Linked DNA regions of Sus scrofa: all the other regions are linked to region 1. Evidence: chromatin contacts called from public Hi-C and HiChIP or PLAC-seq data. All regions are on one chromosome and are shown on one strand. Each heading gives the region's core, a stretch centred on a gene start, on an enhancer-like site or on the middle of the called end of the contact. The rest is flanking DNA. Distances are from core to core; before and after follow the strand shown. Region 1 holds the start of COQ2 (4-hydroxybenzoate polyprenyltransferase, mitochondrial). Region 2 overlaps COPS4 (COP9 signalosome subunit 4). Region 3 holds the start of COPS4 (COP9 signalosome subunit 4). Region 4 overlaps PLAC8 (placenta-specific gene 8 protein).

The links. A called contact is a pair of places that touch in the nucleus more often than the background predicts. HiChIP or PLAC-seq counts read pairs in DNA pulled down with a chosen protein or histone mark.
Region 2: an H3K27ac HiChIP or PLAC-seq map of skeletal muscle shows a contact between it and region 1. The contact joins the enhancer-like site here to the promoter of COQ2 in region 1. A contact is called at or near these places in 22 of 47 Hi-C or Micro-C datasets (adipose tissue, alveolar macrophages, blood and 12 more) and 2 of 2 datasets of contacts at active chromatin or transcription factors (alveolar macrophages and skeletal muscle).
Region 3: a contact with region 1 is called in an H3K27ac HiChIP or PLAC-seq map of skeletal muscle. The contact joins the promoter of COPS4 here to the promoter of COQ2 in region 1. A contact is called at or near these places in 6 of 47 Hi-C or Micro-C datasets (fibroblasts, liver, omental adipose tissue and 2 more) and 2 of 2 datasets of contacts at active chromatin or transcription factors (alveolar macrophages and skeletal muscle).
Region 4: a Hi-C map of omental adipose tissue shows a contact between it and region 1, with 3 times the contacts expected there. The contact joins the enhancer-like site here to the promoter of COQ2 in region 1. A contact is called at or near these places in 1 of 5 promoter capture datasets (liver), 19 of 47 Hi-C or Micro-C datasets (alveolar macrophages, blood, embryonic fibroblasts and 11 more) and 2 of 2 datasets of contacts at active chromatin or transcription factors (alveolar macrophages and skeletal muscle).

What each region holds. Positions count from the first base shown.
Region 1 is chr8:135,129,123-135,132,196 of Sscrofa11.1, reverse strand. It overlaps COQ2 (4-hydroxybenzoate polyprenyltransferase, mitochondrial), which reads right to left and starts at 1,711. Exons shown (of 7, transcript XM_003129357.5): 1 at 1,441-1,711. The coding sequence starts at 1,693. It overlaps LOC102167078 (a long non-coding RNA gene), which reads left to right and starts at 1,759. Exons shown (of 8, transcript XR_001304089.2): 1 at 1,759-1,888.
Region 2 is chr8:135,288,811-135,292,332 of Sscrofa11.1, reverse strand. It overlaps COPS4 (COP9 signalosome subunit 4), which reads left to right. Exons shown (of 10, transcript NM_001105304.1): 7 at 1,328-1,498. It overlaps LOC110262195 (a long non-coding RNA gene), which reads right to left. Exons shown (of 2, transcript XR_002346887.1): 2 at 1,360-1,597. Among named protein-coding and RNA genes, the nearest start is that of COPS4, 24 kb to the left of the region's middle. Within about 2 kb of position 1,547, at least 3 of the 83 cell types and tissues checked have an H3K27ac peak or open chromatin away from gene starts, as enhancers often do. A contact at or near this core is called in skeletal muscle, where this site is marked.
Region 3 is chr8:135,313,083-135,316,226 of Sscrofa11.1, reverse strand. It overlaps COPS4 (COP9 signalosome subunit 4), which reads left to right and starts at 1,883. Exons shown (of 10, transcript NM_001105304.1): 1 at 1,883-2,008. The coding sequence starts at 1,935.
Region 4 is chr8:135,266,718-135,270,163 of Sscrofa11.1, reverse strand. It overlaps PLAC8 (placenta-specific gene 8 protein), which reads right to left. Exons shown (of 5, transcript XM_003129352.4): 3 at 1,577-1,701. Among named protein-coding and RNA genes, the nearest start is that of PLAC8, 18 kb to the right of the region's middle. Within about 2 kb of position 1,898, at least 7 of the 83 cell types and tissues checked have an H3K27ac peak or open chromatin away from gene starts, as enhancers often do. A contact at or near this core is called in omental adipose tissue, where this site is marked.

The DNA of each region.
Region 1 (3,074 bases), core at 462-2,961:
ACGGATCCCAAGAACAGAAGAGGCTCCAGATCAGAACGGCACTTGGAAATTCATGCTATCTACTTGTTATCTCTCCCCAAAATTGAAAGGGGTCGTGATGGCAAGACTGTGCCTATTGTTTAGCTTTTATACGCTTTAAAAAATTGGCTTTTATGCTTTAATTGCTGACTGTTATAAATTCTTAGCGCTCTGATCCCAAGTTGGCAGTGCATAAAGCTAGAACACCAAAACCAAGGCCTAATTTGGGGTCTTGGCTGGGCAAAGGTGGAGCGACTTTATCTAGGCATTTGGATGTATTTCAACTCACTGCAACGTAAATGCCATCATCCAGATCACCTGGAGTTCAGCCTCTACCCTCCCTACCAACTGTCTGTCCATCCTTCTTCAGTCCAGCTCTTATCTGGCCTTGACTCCCACTATATCCTCTGCCCACCTGCGGTTCCACATCAGCTTGTATCCTTAGCGTTCCAACACTCCACCCTTGGGTCTTGGCAAAAATATTTCCCTCACCAATTAAGAGCTCTTTCCTTCTCTACAAAATCTACTTGTCCTGAGGTGCACATTCTACTTGATTTTTTTTTTCCAGCAATGGAGAATCACAATAATTACTCTTTTCCCTGCTGCATCTCTTATCTGTATCACTTATATTTGATCCCATACTTTCCCACCTCACCCAATACTTTGTCTTTTTTAACTAGACCGGGGGTTCTTTGAAAATGCAGCGTTTCCATCGCTTTTTCTAAACCCAAGGCTAAGCGATGTTGAAGGAACTAATTCATTCAGTGCTACTGCCAGGCTCTGTTCTAGACACTAGTTATAAATGTACCATATAAGGGAGGCTTATTCTGTAGTGGACACATTTATCAAACAATAAATGCGTGAGGTTACTTAGTGGCCAGTGCTAAGAAGAAAAACGGGAGGGTACAAAGATAGAGGGAGGTGATATTCTACATGGGAAGATCAGGGAAACCCTCCCTTAAGAGGAGATGGTGAACTAGTAAGTAGTCCCTAAGTGCTGTACCCGCTGCATTTGAATGAATTAAATCTTCGTGGCGCAGGCAGAGTACTAAAACACTCAGCATCCAAAAAGCCCGCTCTGCCAAAAAGCCCTAGTTGCCTCAGCGTCTTTATCATCTCAAACACTTGCTCGGGAGCCTCACTGGATCCTGGGAAGAATGAACCACAACGAATGTGGAAGCGCTTCCATTCTGGAAATCCGCGCAGACGCAGGGATACGGGCACGGAATTTCCGCGCGACTCACCACGTGAACTAGGCTTTGTGATAAGCGAATTTTTTGCTTAGGACTCAGAGGGGCGTGGAAGCCGCCTGGTCGCTTGGGAGCTCGCCCCGTTCGGGTGTCTTGGGGGTAGTCGGCTTCCGGGAGTCACTCCCACTGCGGCGCCGGCAGCGCCCGGCCCGCCGCGCGCGTCCGCACTCACCTATGGGCTTGTCCAACCGCATGAGGCGCAGGTAGGGCTGCAGCGGGCGGGGCGCCGCGTTCACGACTGCCGCCGCCGACAGACTCCGCCGCCGCCCGCGCGGCTCGCGCCCGGCCGAGGGCTGCCGGCCCCACGCGTGGAGGCCGCCGGCCGCGCGCGCCAAGGCCAGCGAGCGGCCACGCCAACCCCACAGCCACGCCTGCGTCCTGGCCCGCAACGCCCGCGCGAGCCCCGCGCCGCCCGCGCCTAGCATGGCGCTCGGGAGAGCTCCGGCGCGCTGGCCTGACGTCACTCCCGCGCGTCCGCGTCCCCGCAGGCATGCGCGGTGGCGTCCGCCGGCGGGACCGTCCGTGCCTGTCCAGTCCCGGCGGCTGGGTGGCGCGAGCTTTTTGAGTAAGGTGAAGTGGAAATTATCGTGGTCACCTTGCCCTGTGAGGGGGTTCTTCAGGTAAAGAAATTCCTGTCATCAAAATGTGTAATAGAACAAAACCTCCTGCTGAACCCAGTATTCGCAGTCAGGCGTTACATTTGCAAAGCTTGAAAGAGCACGAAGAGGCCAAACCAAGAATGTAAATTAAAACCCTGCTGAGGTGAGGGTCGTTCATTATGCAAGTGAAAATCTTAAATTTGGTAATCATTTCAAAGGGGTTAGTGTAATCCAGAGGCAGCGAGTGTGTGGGATGCCAAGAGACTGCAGCGAGAACATTTGGTTTGAGCTGCATGATCATAGCCAGCTATTGGGCAGCGCGGGGTGCCAGGCACTGTTACAGGCACTGTATATGTATTGTCCCATTTAACCACTTAGTGAGTGACCGTGGTCAAGTTGCTCATTGGAATTCTTATATTCTAGGGAATGGTTTTTTTTTTTTTTTTTTTTTTTTGTATAGAGGCTTTAAGTGGCTTCCTTTGAAACCTGAACAGTGATTCTGTGATATCTTGAGTCTCCAGTGGTGGTGTTAAGGGGGTGGCCCTTAATAAATTTACAAAACTCACAATTTGTTCAATTGAAGACAGATTTCAAGACACTGGGAAATTTTATTACATAATTGTAAAGGAAAAAACACACTTCCTCCTGTGTGTGTTTACTCTCAATACTACAACACTGCTTGACTTGAGACCCCAGATGTATGTGTTTTCCACACATCAAGCAATTCTGCAATACCTGAGTGTCCTATAATTTTACATAGTTCTGGCACTATCCATCTGGAGTTTGCATCAGATTTCTGCAGGTTGCTGGCTCAGTCCTGGAAGACTGCCCCTCCCCCCAAAGTCAAAAGTCCAGGTTGTTACTTCCGCGTCTGACCTACCTCTGTTGGGGAGGAAAAAAGTTTTCCTCTGCCCTTCTAGTTTCTTCTGGCTGGTCTCAAAAATAATTGCAGACAGATTGAGAGGAGAAAGTAAAGTTTCATTACATATGTATAGGGATTCCAAATATGAGAACACTCAAAGGTAAAAATGCATTATATATGGCCTTCTGGACTAAGGAGAAGGGGGAAGGGGTTTGGGACTTCAAAGAGATAGAAGACCATTCACAGAAAGAATGAAAGGAGCAAACGTTTGGTAAACAAATGTTTGCTGGGCTAAACAGAAACAGTAGGACACAGAGAATCTTAACAAATAGATTCTGCTAGGTT
Region 2 (3,522 bases), core at 298-2,797, 160 kb before region 1:
AACTGGTGAATTACCAATTCTTCTGCATTAATTAGCTATGGTTCTTCAAGAACTTTATTTCCCTTTTCCTCCTTTCTTCTTTTCAAATATCATTGGATTTTTTCCTGCTTATTTTTCTGTGTGTATAGTGTACAGAAGACTGTACATATCAAAAGTTTACAATTTGATAAATTGTCACAAACAATGTAATCAGTGTTCAGAACAAGAAACAAAATATTGCCAGCACCCTGAAAGCTCCTGCCCTGCTTTCTCCTAACCATTAGCCCCCAAACCACCCTCCTTCCTCTAGGAGCAGGCCTTAGTATATGTTAGTTTTTCATGCTTCTTATATTTACATAAATTAAATCATAGAGTACATATACTCTTGTTTCTTTTGCTCAATATTATGAAATTTATCCATATTGTTACATAATTTCTTCATTTTCACTGTTACATGTATCCTACCTATTACGTGAACATCCCCCACAATTTGTTTGTTCTTGTTGCCTTCTGGTAGTTTCCTGTTGGCTATTGGTGATGGCACTGCTATGAACATTCTTGGATGTTTGACTCAGTTTGTTTGTTTGTTTTTAATTTTTCGTCTTGGAACCAGTCCCTGTTGGACTGTGTCATCGTCTTCACAAATGAATGTGCAGTTGATCCCTGTCATTAGCAGATTCTGTATTTGCGGATTTGCCTACTTACTAAAATTTGTCACCCCAAGTTGACACTCTAGATGCTTTTACAGTCATTTGCAGATGTGTGCAGAGCACAAAAAAATTTGAGTCTCTCTGTATATTTTCCCAGCTGGGGCTGAACAAGGCAATGATCTGCCTTGTTTCAGCTCTCAAACAAGTATCCTTTTTGTGGTCTATTTAATACCACGTGTGTTATATTTTCATGCATTTTGTTGATGATTTTGCTATCTGAAATGGCCCCTCAGCATCGTGCTGAAGAACTGTCTTGTGTCCTTGGGTGTGAGAAGTCTGCGACGTTCCTTATGGAGGAAATACGTCTTACGTTAGATAAGCTTCAGTCAGGCGTGAGTTACAGCGTAGGCCATGAGTTCGATGTTATGAATTAACAGTATGTGTTAAATAAGGCGCCTTTGAACAGAAATACACAGATTTCGTGACCAGAGGCTCATAGGAACCTGACCCTTTCTTTCCTCCAGGAGCAGCAGTTGAATTTTCACGGACTCAGTGCCGGCAGTAATTTTATGGACCATTCCAGTACACATAAGAATAAACTGTATATTTTAGGAGGCAAAAATGGAGTCGTAAGAAAGGTTGTTTTTCATTGAAAAAATAGATTGTGGGCGTATTTGATGCTTATTTATTTCCCTTAGGACAGCAGCGTTCTCGGATGCTGGCTACTCTCTTTAAGGATGAAAGGTGCCAGCAACTTGCTGCTTATGGGATCTTAGAGAAGATGTACCTGGATAGGATCATCAGAGGAAATCAGCTTCAAGAATTTGCTGCCATGCTGATGCCGCACCAGAAGGCGACCACGGCGGACGGTAATGCTCGCGTCTTCTAAGCGTGTGGTGGTTAGTTGGTAGAGGCCACTGGTGGAATGTGCGCGACGTTTGAAGCCCCTTGATGTCGTTCTGTAATACCTGATAACAAAGGAATAGTGTATTGACTGGAGGTGAATATCATACACAGATTTGCGTTTCAAGTATAAGAAGAGCCCTATTGGAAAGCATTTTGTGGAATAAAACATTTTTTGGAAACCTTAGGTAGAAGAATTATATTCTAGGCTTATAGTGCCTGGTTTTTTAAAAACTCAAACTATTAGATGAGTACCTTAATTAATCTTAAATGTCAGTTTGTAACAGAACATAATTATCCAGTCCTATTTTAGAGCAAAATTTGGCCCGGTAGCCTGCCCAGGGTTGCTTAGGGGAAAGTTTTTCCAGTAAGAATAGAACTTGGTGTCATGTTTCCTAGTATTTGCTTAGGTCAGATGCCTTTGCTGGGAAAGGATTTTTTGATAGATACTTGTTCATAACATCAGGTATTTTCATGTATGTTTATCTATGTTGAGATAAGCATAGCTACTTTAAAACTTTAGTGTACACAGCGGTAAAACACAGTGATAAACATACGGACGTGTAGGCTATCAGACACATGGAAAAAGTCGAGATAAACACGTAGCTCGGTCCAACTCATTGCCTTGGATTCACTGTCATCCTGTGTTGAAGAGCATCTAGCTGTGAAGAATTGTTTGTGTGAGATTTGGCTGAAAGGTGTAGATCTCACCAGTCTTACTGCCCTGAATTAAGCCAGATCTGTGAGGCAATTATATTGACCTCCTATTGAATTTCTTTCATTTAATTGTTCTTAAGAAGCAAATCTGTTAGTTATTATCTTTCTGTGCAACGGAGATATTTTTTCTACCCAATATTCTTTATGCGGCTCCTCAGGAGAATTCCTTTTCAGTCTTAGGATTAGTTGTTTGTTCACCTGAGCAATTGATTTCTATCTTATTCAAACCCTGTGAGTTGGCAAACTGATTGGTTGTTTTTTTAATTTGGTGGGCTGCTAGAAAGCTTGAAAAATTAACTTGAAGCAGCCCACTTGTTATGTGTGTGTTTTGATTGTTGCTATTCTTGTTTTTCACTTAAAGTTTTCTTGTCTTCTGTGTATTCTGAGCAGCTTTAAATTATTTTGCAAGAAGATGTCTGACAAACAAATTAAAAGCTAGGTAAATAAGTTTCCAAAATTGATATAGTTGAGCTTCAGATTTGACTTCGAACTTTCTGGCGATGAAGAAAAAGAAAATATATAATCAATCAGATAATTTTTTTCTAAAATGAGGGCTACTCACTAGGATCTCTAGAATGCAAATTTTTTCAGGTTTCTCTCGCAAGACAAATTGTGTCTATGTGTTTAGGACAGGTGTTTTGTTTTCTTCTTATTGCTTTCCTTATTTGTCATTCTTAGACATCTTTGTTTACTGTCGTTACAACCGCAGGCTGGCCATCTGGAGACATCGTGTTTTGGTGGTTGTTGCAAGCCGATGGCTTTTAGTATCTTCCCAGAGTTTTACAGTATTACTACTAATCTACTTTCTGCCCTATAGAGTTTATTGTTCTGGGCATTTCATATAAATGGAAAGGTCATACAATATATGACCGTTTGTTATTGGCTTCTTTAACTTAGCGTGATGCTCTCAAGGCTCATCGGAGTTGTAGCATATATCGTACTTCATTCACCTTTATTGCCAAATAACATTCTGGTACCACACTTTAGTTCTTCTTCAGTTGATGGACATGGAGCTTGTTTTCACTGTTTGTTTTCACTGCTACTAATAATGCTACTGTGGGCATTCATGTAAAACTTTTTGTGTGGACATAGGTTTTTAATTCTCTTGAATGTATACTAGGAGTGGAAATGCTGGGTCATATGGTAACTCTATGTTTAGTCTTTTGAGGAGCTGCCAGACTGTTTTCCAACCTTTTATTCTATTTTCTCTTTTGGCTGTGCCCGAGGCAGGTGGAAGTTCCTGGGCCATGGATCAAACCTGTGCCACAGCAGT
Region 3 (3,144 bases), core at 634-3,133, 180 kb before region 1:
CATTCTAGATTTTAAGCTGATAGAGAAACTGGGAAATTCAACTCTCTTCTTTAGGGCGAGTGTTCTACTCTAAGGAGAATGGTCAGAAGGACAGATGGTAGTAGAGACTGGTGATTGTCCCTTTAAAACCATCTTTTCCTTTTTGCTGGGCAAAAACAAACTAAATTTCCAGTCTCATTGTTGCCAGGCATGGTGATTGACTAAGTTTTTTTTTTTCTTTTCTTCTTTTTGCTTTTTTTAGGGCCACATCTGCTGGCACATGGAAATTCCCAGGCTAGGGGTTGAATCGGAGCTGTAGCCACAGCAACTCGGGATCCAAGCGGCATCTGTGACCTACACCACAGCTCAAGGCAAGGCCAAATCCTTAACCCACTGAGTGAGGCCAGGAATAGAACCTGCATCCTTATGGATACTAGTTTGGTTCACTACCTCTGAGCCATGACAGGAACTCCGTGATTTGCCTAAGTTCTTAACAATGGAGTGGGTTCTGAATGGATGTGGGTAATCTCATTACTTTCTCAAAGGATTTCTTTGTTCTGGTCTTTTGTGTGTGTGTTTTTGCCTCTTCTAGGACCGCAGGTGGGCATATGGAGGTTCCCAGGCTAGGAGTCAAGCCACAGCAACATGGAATCTGAGCCGAATCTGCAACCTACATCACAGCTCATGGCGACGCCAGATTCCTAACCCACTGAGCGAGGCCAAGGATCGAACCCACAACCTCATGGTTCCTAGTTGGATTCGTTAGCCACTGAGCCATGACGGGAACTCCTATTCTGGTCTTCTTTTCTTTCCCCTTCCCCAAAGAGGGAATATGCTAGTTTTCACATATAGAGTGCAGAAATTCAAAAGTTTAACATCCTGTGTTGGCAAGTCTGAGGAAATTTGCACCCCTATGATATTGCTGCTTGGAAGGCAAAATGGTACCATTCCTATAAAATGCAATTTGGCAACATCTATCACAACTGTAAGTACGTCGACCCTTCAGCTCTCTTCTCGGAATGTATTCTACATGTACACGTACAAAATGAGGTACGAACAAGGTTATTCACTGCAGCACTGGCGATTAATTAAAAACAACTCGAGTGTCTAGCTATACAGATTCAATAAACCAGGGTGTCCCTTATGATATGTAATACTCTCCAGCTCTAAAAAAAGAATGAAGCAGGTATGCGGACTTGCATCTTCAAGAATAGTGAAAAAAGCAAGAGCAGAATAATGATATGGTGTATTATCTTTTGTGAAAGCTAGAAAGGATAGACAAAAATTTACATTTATTTGCTTGTATTTGCAGACAGAAATTGTATAAAGATACAGGGATAATAAATACAATTACATATCAAGGTAGGGTGATCATATAATTTGTTATCCAAATGGAACAGTTTACAGAGTAAATAATTACTCCTGTCCTGGACAAACTGGGATGTATGCTCAACCTATATAAAGTGTGAAGAGTGGAAACAGGGATGGGCGCACATTTTACTGTACTTGACAAAAGTACTGGTCTGTGGTGAACTGTACACAAAAACCAACTCGTTCTTTATTATGAGTAGTTCAGGTGCCGCCTTGAAGAACAAGGAACGGTAAAGCAAGACGAGAGCCACGGAACTTGAAGATGGAGTGGTTTTGCGTATCGGACACTTACAGGAGGTGCACAGGCGACTCCGCCCCTTGGGGTTCACCCGCCAATCCCAAGTGGGAGCGTGCGAGCCGGAGTCGGCGGGAGACGCCTGGGCGGGCTTAGGATCTGAGCAGTGGAGCTTCGCGTCACTCAACGCTGGGGGCGGGCCTAACGCAGGCTCCCGACCTCGGCGCTCTGGCCCACACAGGCGCTACTCTGTGGCCTCTCGGGTTCCCTCTGGCCGGACTCTGGAGGACTAGACTCGTTTCCCTTTGGCCGCGAGAGGCCCCGCAGCCTCCGCTGAGCTCGGAGGAAGATGGCGGCAGCCGTGCGGCAGGATTTGGCCCAGCTCATGAATTCGAGCGGCTCTCATAAAGATCTGGCGGGCAAGTGAGTATTTCCCAGGGGCCTGGAAGGTGGGGAGGGAAGCCAGAGACTTGTTTTCCTTGGATTTATGGCGGCTTTCAGCTGTGAAGCTGGGAGTGGGCCCGATGACCAAGGGGGCGGGCCTGAGGCCGGTTGTGGAGGCAGCTGCCGGGAGCCGCGGAAAACGGGAGAGGACCTTGTGCAGGGAGCCCGGGGGGTTGTCGATCTGGGGCGACTCTTCGCGTACTCAGTCCCAAGGGCATCCCTTCTGGTCCCAAGATTCTAGAAGCGCGGGCTGTGGGACCTTCCTCCCGTGGCCTTCACGCCTCGCCTGGTGCCCCTTCCCCTCGCTGGCCGGCCTCGCACCCCGCATTCTGGCCTCTCTCTGCCCCGGCTCTCCCCTTTTTTCTTTTTGAGTGAGGGAAGTTGATAGTCTGGGTCCTTGGTGCAGAGCCTTCCGGGGAGATGTCTTCTTGCGGCTGACGGGGGCTGTGGAGTTATGGCCGCTCTCACGCCGTCCAGAACCACTAAACCATCTTGTGTGGGTTCTTGTGTTGTGGGTTCTCTCGCTCCGCCAGCAACTCTGAAGAAGGGCACGGAGGTGGAATGTCACCACGACGTGCGTCAGGATGTCTAGAGTGGTGGTGTTTCCAGGATTCAAGATTGTTTAGGAAGTTCGTCGGAATTTATGCGGAGGGCTTAGGTCCACTGCAAGTTAAAATGTGTGATGTGTGCCTGCCCTGCAAGCCGTTATTCAACAGTGTTAATTATGGATGGATGGATGGATGGATGGATGGATAAAGTTGTCTTGTTTTCTCTTTGTAGGTTTCGCGGCGCTGTTCTTTTGTAATGAACATGCATTCTGCTTAAAGCGTGTTTCTCAAGCTGACAGCTGAGATCGCTTTGATCCGTATTCATAGGATGCACCTGCTCTAACCTGGCTATTGAAGCCTTGACTTTGTTTTACGTAGGTTGTAATGCTTTTGCCTGGTGGTAAATGTAATCTACTTTTATGAGTGGGAAATTTAGCTCTGCGCCTTGGGATTAACTACTTTCTGCCGCAGTTTCCGTCTCAGGAAAATGGGCTGCTTCTGTCTGAGGACAAAATGAGTATATGTGTGTGTGTGCACTTATGTCACTCGTAAATCGCGTAGACCAGG
Region 4 (3,446 bases), core at 649-3,148, 140 kb before region 1:
CTGAGTAGTGAAATCGATTGTAAATGGGTTGGATTTTCACTGTTTATTGTATACACTTCTGCGTTTGAATTTGCCATAAAATTACAGATATATGTATTATTTTTATAATTAAAAAACTAAGAACTGTTTTGAAATGAAAAGATAAAATCATTTCAGTGGAGTAAAATAAGTTCTAAAAGATTCAGCCTCTTCATTTGTTTCCTGTCTTGGTTAATTTTGTGGGTCCACCTGGCTAGGCCATACTCCCCAGATAGCCAATAAACACGATTGCAGATGTTTCTGTGAAGGTCAGATTTTATTTTATTTTATTTATGTATTTATTTATTTATGTTGTCTTTTTTAGGGCCGCACCCACGGCATATAGGGGTTCCCAGGCTAGGGGTCTAATCAGAGCTACAGCTGCCACAGCCACAGCAGTGCCAGATCCGAGCCGTGTCTGCGACTTACACCACAGCTCATGGCCATGCTGGGTCCTTAACCCACTGAGTGAGGCCAGGGATGGAACCCACAACCTCAGGGTTCCTAGTGGGATTCATTTCCGCTGTGTCACAATGGGAACTCTGTGTGAAGGTCAGATTTTAGATGAAATTAACACTTAAATCAGGAGACTGACTTACCTAAGTGTCCGTAATGTGGGTGGGCCTCATCTAATCAGTTGAAGGCTTTAATGGAGAAAGATTGACCTCTCCTGAGCAAGAAGGAATTCTGCAAGCAGGCCGTCTTTGGACTCTGCAACTCTTCCCAGCCTGTAGGCCTACCCTGCTTTTTGGACTTGCCAGGCCCACAGTCATGTGAACTGATTCCTTAAAATCTCTTGTTCTCTTTATATATCTGTATCATCTCTATCTCCTTTTGCTTCTGTTTCTGGAGAACACTGACTAATATCTTCTATTATGTAAAGTGGAGCTTTTGGCGTAATGGGATGTGCAGGTGTGGAAAGTTAGGGGTGAATACCGACCCCTCTATTACTAGGGCATATCTTTGCCTGACTTACTCTACCTTTAAAAACTTTAAAGTCCTTGGAAGTTCCCACTGTGGCTCAGTGGTAATGAGCCTGAATTGTATCCACCAGGGGGTGTGTTCCATCCCTGGCCTCGCTCAGTGGGTTAACGATCCAGCATTGCTGTGAGCTGTAGGTCACAGACGTGGCTCAGATCCTGCGTTGCTGTGGCTGGGTCGGGAGCTGTAGCTCTGATTCGACCCTTAACCTGGGAACCTCCATATACCGCAGGTGCAGCCCCGAAAAGCCCAAACTGAGCAAACCTGGAAAGTCCTCATCTGTCAGGTGTGGTGGACCTACCCGCTTTACAGGGATGGTGTAAGAGCAAGCCATGTACCGTGTGTAACGCTCCTGGGCGTGGCAGGTTCAATCCTCGTTCCCTGTGGGACCCCCACTGCAAACAGGAGAGTGGTTTTTCCTAGGGCCCCCTTGCTGCAGTGATGGAGCACAAGGTTGCACCTGCTGGGAAACTCCTCCCAGTCAAAGTCGGCTGATGGAGGCCATCAAATGGCCTCCCTGTTTGTAACAACTGTTTTGACCATGGCCGCGGGTGCCTCGGTGGGGTGCCAGACTCACCGGGATGCCGTAGCGAGTCCTGTAGAGGGTCCGCATTGCGACACTCGTTCCACACAGGCAGCATTCGTTCAGGTCAGATGCAACTTGAACCGCCAGGCACGAGAAGCAAAATATGCCACAGAGACCTGCGCACAGGAGGGCAGAGGCCGAAAGTTAGGGTGCCCAGATCCTGGGCCGTTCGCCTCGAAGGCTGCCCGCCGACGCCTCCCCACTGCTCTCGTTCAGCCAGCGGGGCATCAGCGGCTCCCGGAGCCCCACCCCGTCGTTTGGGGAAGGCCCGCTCCTTGGCACGTCTGTCTCCTTTTTGTCCTACTGCCTTCGTCTACGCATTGAATGACTCACTGAGACCCAGTCACGGTCCAGAGACGGGCCTCAGCCCCGACCGTGCCTCTGACTGCCGTCTGGGAGGGAAGCCACATCAGAGGAAAAATTTTCAATAGAAACCTGCTCAAGATGCCGTGGCCTCCCTCACAGAAATGGGCGCTCAACCCGCTGGGAAGGATGCTGCTTGATCTGAACACTGAAGGATGATTAGAAATTTATCGGGAGAGAAGAGGGGAAAGAGCCTCTTTGGGTGCCCTGGCAGCTCTCGGCACCTGCAGGTTTCCTTCAGCAAGGCTGGAGCCGGGGGAGAGATGGGGAGGAGGCTGGACCCCAGGCAGGCTGGAGACTGGGTGATGAGGAGGTCTGCCTGCTCAGAGAGGGCCATGGAGGTCCTGAGGGGCCTCGGAAACATTTCAAGAAGGGAGAAGGATTTGGTCACACTTGAGAAATCCTGTGTGAGTTCCCGTTGTGGCTCAGCGGGTTAAGAACCCGACATAGTGTCCATGAGGGTGTGGGTTCTTTCTCACCTCGCTCAGTGGGTTGAGGATCTGGCGTTGCCGTGGCCGTGGCATAGGCCTCAGCTGCAGCTTAGATCTGACCCTTGGCCCAGGGAACTTCCATATGCTGCAGGTGTGGCCATAAAAAGAAAATAAATAATAAATAAATAAAGGAAATCCTATATGTGGGATTTCCCTGGTGGCACAACAAGTTAAGGATCCAGAGTTGTCACTGCTGTGGCCCGGGTTTGATCCCTGGCCCGGGAACTTCCATGTGCTGCTCGTGGGGCCCACCTTTGCCCCCCCACAAAAAAAGTAAAAAATAAGTAAATACACAAATAAGAAAGAAATCCTGCTGAAGCTACCAGTTAAGCTTGTGTTAGAGCTTGTAATTCACTTACTTGAGTAAGGATACTAGGGGTTGGAGGATTCGCATGTTCCTGTTTAGGAGGTGTTGGTACCGTGGTCTCATTGTGCCTGTGATGTGCAAGTGTTGCGGTCATGTCCTGAGAACTGAGTCACCCCCCGACCCCGCGCCACCCAGGTCACCCAGGAAGACCCTGAGAGCAAATCAGCAGACGGAGTCACTCCCTTTCCCAGGTCACGCCTTCCCTCTCTGCTCTTCAGTGAAATTATTAACTCGATTCCTTGGCAATCCCACTGCCAAGGTAAAGGTTAAGACTTCCTCCCCCGTCTCAGAGCACGGTGTAGACAACACAGGCAAAAAAAAAACAAAACCCTTCTGAACAAAATTGTTTATTTTGTATTGTGTAGGTAGGTTTGTTTGTGTCTTGCTTGGTACTGAGAACTAAATAGCGACCTCTCTGGGAGTTCCCTTCACGGCTCCGCGCTTAACAAACCTGACTAGTATCCATAAGAATGCGGGTTCAATCCCTGGCCTCACTCAATGGGTTAAGGATCCGGTATTGCCATGGGCTGTGGTGTAGGCCAGCAGCTGCAGCTCTCACTTGACCCCTCGCCTGGGAACCTCCACATGCTTCAGGTGCAGCCCTAAAATGACAAAAGACTATATATATATATATTGTCCT